2 separate regions of the Pan troglodytes genome follow, and region 1 is linked to region 2. A link is a contact called in public Hi-C data. All regions are on one chromosome and are shown on one strand. The core of a region is the stretch at or near the end of the contact, and the rest is flanking DNA. Distances in the headings are between cores, read along the strand shown.

Region 1 (3,957 bases), core at 654-3,153, 390 kb after region 2:
ACCCTCTTGTCTTTTCTTCACCAGTCATTTGTTTTTCTCAATGACATTTGCAGAAAATGAAGACATTTTAATGATACCTTCGCCTTTCTACTCAGCATTCTGGTTTCTGCTTCATCTGAACATTTACCCTAATACTTCATCGAACTCCATCTACATGCTACATACTGATGACCATGGCTATTGTTCATTTTATCCCATAAGTCAAAGATTGTGTCTGTTTTGCTTGTTCAATTGTCAGTGTAACAATAATGAAAAATAATGGTAATAACTGTCACTTAGTGAGTTTTTACCTGAAGCCAAGCACATAATCATTTACCATTCTTTCAACTGATGCTCACAGTTACCTGATGGGATAAGAGCTTTATTATCCCAGTTTTTACAGATGAGAAAATTAAGGTTCAAAGCTATTCAGTAACTTGCCCAAGTTACAGAGATGGGACCTGAGCTTGGAAGTCTAGCTCTAAAGACCTTGTTCCTGTCCACTGTGAATATTGTTCTGCTTAGCATTCACAAGTAATAGATGAACGTTCAGGAATTCAGTGACTAAGGAAATAATCATGTTTCCAGGTATAGTTCATTGCATAAAAATTAATGTGACTTGAGACATCACAGAATTGAGCTAGGAGGGAAGTATAGCATTTCCAGTGTCTTCAGAGCAGTTTGTTAATAGAAGAGGTGTTGAGAGCTGGGTTGGCTTATTCCTAACAGAGCACAGAGCACTGACCTCCAGGGACACAGCCAAGACTTACTGAATACTTACTATGTTCCAGGCAGTGGGCTCAAAGCCCAGCGTGTTTTTCTGTTTAATCCTCACAACAACCTCACCTTACAGAGGAGGCTCAGAAAGGTGAAGCAACTTGCCCAAGGTCATCCAGCTAGTGGTTGGTGGAGTCAGGACACTTCATTGCTCTGCTGGACTCCTCTCAGGTGCCCCTGGGGGAACTTCAGATTGTCTTATAGGCCCCAGCTTCCCAAAGGATGCCCTCTGAATGGAGGGAGGAAGTTAGAGGGAGGATCAGGGTCTACCAGGAGGCTGCCAAAGGTGTGCGCTGGGAAATGCTCCTGGTCTGGAGGGTTTGAGGGAGCATGTCTGCTCTAGGAAAATCCAAATGGGCTTAGAAGAATCATGTCAAGGCCCAGGATAAGACTGCAAATATGTTTGGAATCTAAGCCTGTAAAACCTGTAAAATGTGCCCTCTAGTTATCTTTGTGTTTTTTTGTTTTGTTTTGTTTTGTTTTTTTGAGACAAGATCTCACTCTGTCGCCCAGGCTGGAGTGCGGTGGGGCAATCATGGCTCACTGAAGTCTCAACCTCCCAGGTTCAAGTGATCCTCCTGCTTCAGCCTCCCAAGTAGCTGGGACTACAGGCACTGTGTCCAGCTATTTTCGTTGTTGTTGTTATTGTTTTGTAGAGACAGGGTCTTGCTATGTTGCCCAAACTCCTGGACTCAAGTAATCCGTCCACCTTATCCTTCCAAAGTGCTGGGGTCACAGGCATGAGCCACCACTGCAGGCATAAGGCCTCTAGAAGGCCTAAGGCTTCTTTAGAAGTCAGAATGTGTCTTATAATTTTATAGTACCTAACTTTGCTGGCCACACCATAGGTACTTAATAGATACGAAGGAACAAGTGAATGAATCAATGAATGACAAGGAGAAGGCAGCCTGTGTGTGGGTAGCAGTCTGCTTAGGAACCCTTTCCTCCAGATACACGTATAAAGTAATGGTTCTGGTTGCTCTTATGAAAAGTTTGTGAAGTATGTTTTCAAGTTGGATTTGAGTGTGGGGCTCTGGAGACAGTGCCTGGGTTCAAATTCTTGCTCTGCCACCCCTAGTGATTGTCTGTGGCAAGTCAGTGAACCTATCCAGGCCCCTTGCTGTGAGTTGCAGGTGAAGCACCTGGCTAGAGGAGGCGCTTGGTAAATCCCAGCTATGCTAATCACAGTACCAAAACCCAGTCCAGCTGGAGGCAGTGCATCCGCCGTGGTTTACAAAGGCACCAGGGAATTGTTTCCCTCAGCATGTGAGCGTAAAATTCTCAGTCCCAAGTTGAACCCAAATGTGCAGGAACAAACACCTGGCCCCAAATATAATTTCCTCCCGCGGCTCATTGCAGCCCCGAGGAAATCACCGGGGGAGGGCTCGGGAGTGCGGCGCGGCAGCCCCATAATTTCCAGGGCCCTTCTCCTACACTGACACGTAATTGTCAGATTGTTTTATGAGAGCAGCTTCCTGCCCGCTTCCTGCCTGGCTTCCAAATGTGCTCATTCCCGAGGAAGCCTCACTTCTCCTTCTCGCCCTTAATCGCTCCTTTCCTGCCCGCCCCAGCCCCCAGGCTGGGCGATTTCCTAAATCACTCGGAATTGGCTTCCAGCGCCGGCGCCCCGGGTGGGCTCCCGGAGCGCGCGGGCCTGTGACCCGGAGGTCAGAGATGCCTCCGTCCTGTTTGATGTCTTGCCCTGGGGGCCTTCCCTCGCCCACCCCCTTTCCCCTCCCCTCCGGAGCTGATTTGGCTCCTGAAGTCAGGGAGAGATAATTCCCTGATCTGTTGCTCTTTGCTCTCCCTCCTGGGCTGGAGAGCAGGAGCCCTGCCTGGGTCCTCAGCCCACTCCCCTTCCCCACCCAAATGGGGCAATTCCAAATATTCCACCCTGAAGGAACTCCTTTCCTTAGGACCATTTCCCTGTCTCTCCAAAAGCCAACTGTTAGGAGGAAGTGATAAGCCCTAACACTTTTAGCTTAATTTTCCCCATTTGAAGAATTTCCGAGGAAGCATCATGGGGCTTTTTATATCTTAACTGTGTATTTTTTTATTACTAAAGAAATATGCAATCACGGTAAAAAAAATTTCAAACAGATCGTTTCCAGACGGAACCACAGTTAACAGTATTTTGAGTATCCTTCCAGAAGTGTTCCATACACATACAAGCATATAAAAGTATATATATGCTTTTTCTTTGCTTTACACAAATGGGAGCATATTGGACATCTTGTTCTACAACTTGCTATTTTTTATTTAGCACATTTTGGATGTTTTCCATTTCAATAAATCTAGCTTTACTCATTAAAAAAATTGTTACATCGGGAGGCTAAGGCAGGAGAATCGCTTGAACCCGAGAGATGGAGGCTGCAGTGAGCCAAGATCGGGCCATTGCACTCCAGCCTGGGTAACAAGAGCAAAACTCTGTCTCAAAAAAAAAAAAAAAAAAAAGTTCATGCCAGTGAAAACTCCAGTGAAAGTGTGTAGTTGCACGTACCATCACAAACACACATACAATCAAACTTTTTAACAGTCCTAAAAGAAATTTTAGTATTATTTAACTATTTAGGGGTGGGCTTCTAACCTTATTCCCAAATAATGACTGATTATTTTCTGTGATTCTCAGCTCATGAAAATTTGACCATTTTTCTATTATTTATCTGCATCTTACTGATTTGAAGATCTCTTCATCTAAATAGGAAAATAACGCTTTTCTATCATAGATTTTATCCGTAGTTCCCAACTTTATCATTTGTCATTTAGGCTTGTTTATGATATATTTTTCCCAAATAATATTTTAAAAATTATTTAATATAATAGTGAATTTATCAATTCTTTTGTTTTTTGCTTCTGGACATGCTTAGAAACCCTTCCATAAGCCAAGTGTGGTAGTTCATGCACCTGTAATCCCAGCACTTTGGGAGGCTGAGGTGGGAGTACTGCATGAGTCCAGGAGTTCGAGACCAACCTGGGCAACATAGTGAGACCTCATCTCCACAAAAATAAAATTTAAAAAATTAGCCAGGCATGGTGTTATGCACCTATGATCCCAGCTACTTGGGAGGCTGAGGTGGGAGGATTGCTTGAGCCCAGGAATTTGAGGCTGTGGTGAGCTGTGATTGTGCCACTGCACTCCAGCCTGGGCAACAGACTGAGACCTCAACTTAAGAAAGGAAGGAAGAAAGAAAAAGAGAAAAG
Region 2 (3,758 bases), core at 1,021-3,520:
ACTAAAATATACTCTACTTAGCTATAAATGGTTTACATTCAAAGGAAGAAGTAAGATAACTACTGAAGTAGAGTATCAGGACCAATAGAAGTGATATTTCAATTTGAGTGATTGCCTGAGGGGGTAAGATTCTGGGGTGAGAATCTAGACCCTAACAAAACTAGACCCCTGGCTTCAGGCTTTACATCCAGTCCAATGCCCTCTTCCCATTGTCCCAACCTTCTGGAGGGTTGGCGTGTAAACATTGACATAAAATGAAAAAAATCATTTGACCGTGCTTCTTGTAAACATCAGTAATCTAATTTTAACTGAAAACATGCCAAGAATAGACATGGAATTGTACATTTATGTAAAGTAGGAGGATGTGTGTTTGTATAGATAGATGGATGCGTAGATTTTTTTTTTTTTTTTGAGACAGGGTCTCGCTCTGTCGCCCAGACTTAAGTACAAAGTCGTGATCTTGGCTCACTGCAACCTCCACCTTCCAGGCTCAAGCCATCCCACCTCAGCCTCCCCAAGTAGCTGGGACTACAGGCATGTGCCACCACACCCAGTTAATTTTTGTATTTTTAGTAGAGACAGGGTTTTGCCATGTTGCCCAGACTGGTCTTGAATTCCTGGGCTCAAGCAATCTGAAGTGCTGGAATTACAGGCGTGAGCCACCTCACCTGGCCAGTAGGAGGGTATATTTTATGAAAAAGTAGTTGTGACCCCTATTACCTACGTGAATCTGGTTCTTGGTTAAACCTCAGTGGTGAATATAGGTTAATCATGTGCAAAATGTATAATAATTTTCAGGTTCTGTGGGTGGTTCAGCTGTTCAGAAGATTTTCACCTCTCAGGCTTTTAGAATATGATTTGAGGAATGATGAGGGTCATAACAGAAGGCAAAATATGCTTCCATAGATGGTTTATATATTTAAAAAAAATTTTTTTTGCGTATTTTAAACCCTAAATAGTGTTTCTAGCCTGTAAGATGGATAAGGTGGATTGGGTGAGAGCATTTGTTAAAGCAGTAGTACAGTACTCTTGCATCTCCTTTTCCCTTTTGCGTATACCTGTACACGTTTGTGTATGTGTATAATTGTGTTCTTTTAGACTACCTACAGAAAGTGCCCTTTGACAAGTAGCCTCTGCATGTTGGTTCTTTGTAGGCTCTACTATTAACGTGGAAGACATCTCAAAGAAATACACTGGGAATTCCCAAAGGGGAGAGTAAGTTTAGGTTGAAAGTGAAAGAGGTGTTCAGGAGGAAATGATGGTTGTAGAAATTGATTTTGTATCATCTCCATTCTAAAAAGAAGCTATTTTATAACCCAGTTGATTGTATCACCTACAACTTTATGGCCTATAGAAAGAACTGCTCTTACGTAAAGTACATGAATTGAGAGCTGTCCTCCCGAAGCCAGTTTCCCTGACTATAAAATCTGAAATAGTCCATCTACTGCGTGGCATTTTAATCCCCTCAGTCCTCCATTATTCTCAGAATTTTCCGCTTATAGGATAAATACATTACTCAAAGGTTTTGTGTTAATTTTTATACCTGTTTTTACTTATAGCCTGTTTCTTTTTTTCTTTACCAAAAAGCATTGTCTTCTGATTTTGAGAGTTTTAATTCTTAAGTATCAGTTGATGAATTAATAAAATGTAAATGTAAAATGCACATCTCTTAAACCTGAATACAGAACATATGAATATAGAGGATTCTCTTACATTTATGCAGGATTTTACCTAGGTCGGAAACTGAGATGCAATTGTGTGAAATAGATGTCGTCCAACCTGCTTTGTATGTTGTTCATTCTGCTCTAAAAACAGCTAATTTTAATCATTGATGTAGGAAATAAATGTTTCACAGACTTTTCCCCATTCATTAGTGATTGCAGATTCATAGACATCAAAACTGAGAAAAGTGGTTTCCTCTAAGCCTTAACAAAGATTAGTGCTGGAGCTCTGGGAAGATGGCAGTATTCATTGTTATTCTTCAGTTGTCTGGAAGGTTCGCGAGTGATATACGCAGCCTGGGAAACAAGAAAACAGGTCAAAAATCTAAAAGAAATCTCTAAAATAGAGAAGATGATTTCCCTGACAAAGCATTATTAGAAAAAGTATAAAACTAAGGAAGTTCTGCCTTCTGGTTATGAAACCCAGCCTGATTCTAATGAAATTCAACCAAAATGCCAAAGCTAGAGTGATTTTTACCTTGCATAGTTGGGTTTGCATTCGTGTCCCCTGCTGAGAGCTGCTTTGCCTCCCACTTCCCCTCCCCGATTTAAGCCAGATACTTCCTGAGCCAAGTTGGAGAGGACTGGAGCAACCTATCATCATAACTGGGCTAGAGTTACTCTTGATGAAACATCCCTCTTTTCATTTGCAGAACTGTCAGAAATGCCTAAAATGCTGCTTAAGTGAGGTTTTAGAAAGAATTTTGCCATCTGCTTCCTGATTCCACATCTTTATTTTGACAGAACATTTCATAGGCCGTATTTGGCAGTTCCTCTGTTTGGATGTCATTTTAATATGTTGCTTTTTTCTCTGATTATCAACACTGAGGATTTTCATGTATATGATTTATTTCCAGTTTATATTTTAACAGATTGCAGATAAATCAGTGATTGCAGAGAAATCAGATGGATCAACATTTTCACTATTTATTACTTTTTATGTATTTATTACTATTTATTTATTACTAGTATGCTTTGGTACTATATAGTTGATGAAAATAGTGGGCACTGGTGACCTGAAGAAGCAAAATTAGCAGTCCATATTTTTATAGGTTTGATTCAGTGACTCTCAAGCCCTAGATCTGTATATGCATGGTCATGTGTAGGACAAAAATCATCTTTTTTTCTCTTTTTGGTTAATTATATATTTTGTCCCTGAGACTGTGAAGTGAGTTGAATCTGTATAACCTATTTTTGTCCGTAAGCTCTTCTCTGGTTTAGCAGTTCTCTAGATTTAGGTATTGGACTTATATATATATATTTCCAATATCCACCTCATTGAATTATAGACTTAGTTCCTACAGTAGTTCCACAGAGCTTCCAAATAAGGGTAAGGATAATGGGTAAGTAAGTACTTACCTCTCATCTTCACTTCCATAGAAGAAGGCTGAGTGCAGTACATTTGTATCTACACTTTATAAATTATGAACTAGTTTTTCATCAAAAAATTTCATGGATGCCAGGCGCGGTGGATCTCGCCTGTAATCCCAATACTTTGGGAGGCCAAGGCGGGCAGATCACCTGAGGTCAGGAGTTCGAGACCAGCCTGGCCAACATGGTGAAACCTCTGCTCTACTAAAAATACAAAAATTAGCCGGGTGTGGTGGTGCGTGCCTGTAATCCCCAGCTACTTGGGAGGCCGAGGCAGGAGAATCACTTGAACTCAGAGGCGGAGGTTGCAGTGAGCCGAGATTGTGCCATTCCAGCCTGGACAACAGAGTGAAACTCCATCTTTAAAAAAAAAAAAAAAATTGATGGTTGGGTAGATTAAGAATTATTTTGTCTTTATATAGGTCTCAAAGCTCATGGCCACAATATTTTCCTCTTCAGAATGGCAGGACTATGGGAAGGAATGTGCATTCAGAGCAACGGGGAAAGGCTATAGGGAAATTAATTTCTAAATATTTGGCTGAGTGATTGTGGACTCTTCCTTGGAAGTCTTTAAACACAGAATAGATCCTCCTATTTGGAATGACTTAAGGGTAAAGGAAAAGGAATGGATTAGCAGGCGCCTTAAAGACCCCAAGAGCTTTAGAG

What was found. A called contact is a pair of places that touch in the nucleus more often than the background predicts.
Region 1: a contact with region 2 is called in a Hi-C map of induced pluripotent stem cells, with 2.9 times the contacts expected there. The contact joins two enhancer-like sites. A contact is called at or near these places in 3 of 7 Hi-C or Micro-C datasets (induced pluripotent stem cells and stem cell-derived neural progenitor cells) and 1 of 1 other capture datasets (stem cell-derived neural stem cells).

The regions. Positions count from the first base shown.
Region 1 is chr4:140,266,463-140,270,419 of NHGRI_mPanTro3-v2.0_pri, forward strand. The region is part of intron 2 of LOC107974888 (a long non-coding RNA gene); the gene reads left to right. Among named protein-coding and RNA genes, the nearest start is that of FGF1, 150 kb to the right of the region's middle. Within about 2 kb of position 1,904, at least 8 of the 24 cell types and tissues checked have an H3K27ac peak or open chromatin away from gene starts, as enhancers often do. A contact at or near this core is called in induced pluripotent stem cells, where this site is marked.
Region 2 is chr4:139,873,166-139,876,923 of NHGRI_mPanTro3-v2.0_pri, forward strand. No RefSeq gene overlaps it. Among named protein-coding and RNA genes, the nearest start is that of NDFIP1, 48 kb to the left of the region's middle. Within about 2 kb of position 2,271, at least 3 of the 24 cell types and tissues checked have an H3K27ac peak or open chromatin away from gene starts, as enhancers often do. A contact at or near this core is called in induced pluripotent stem cells, where this site is marked.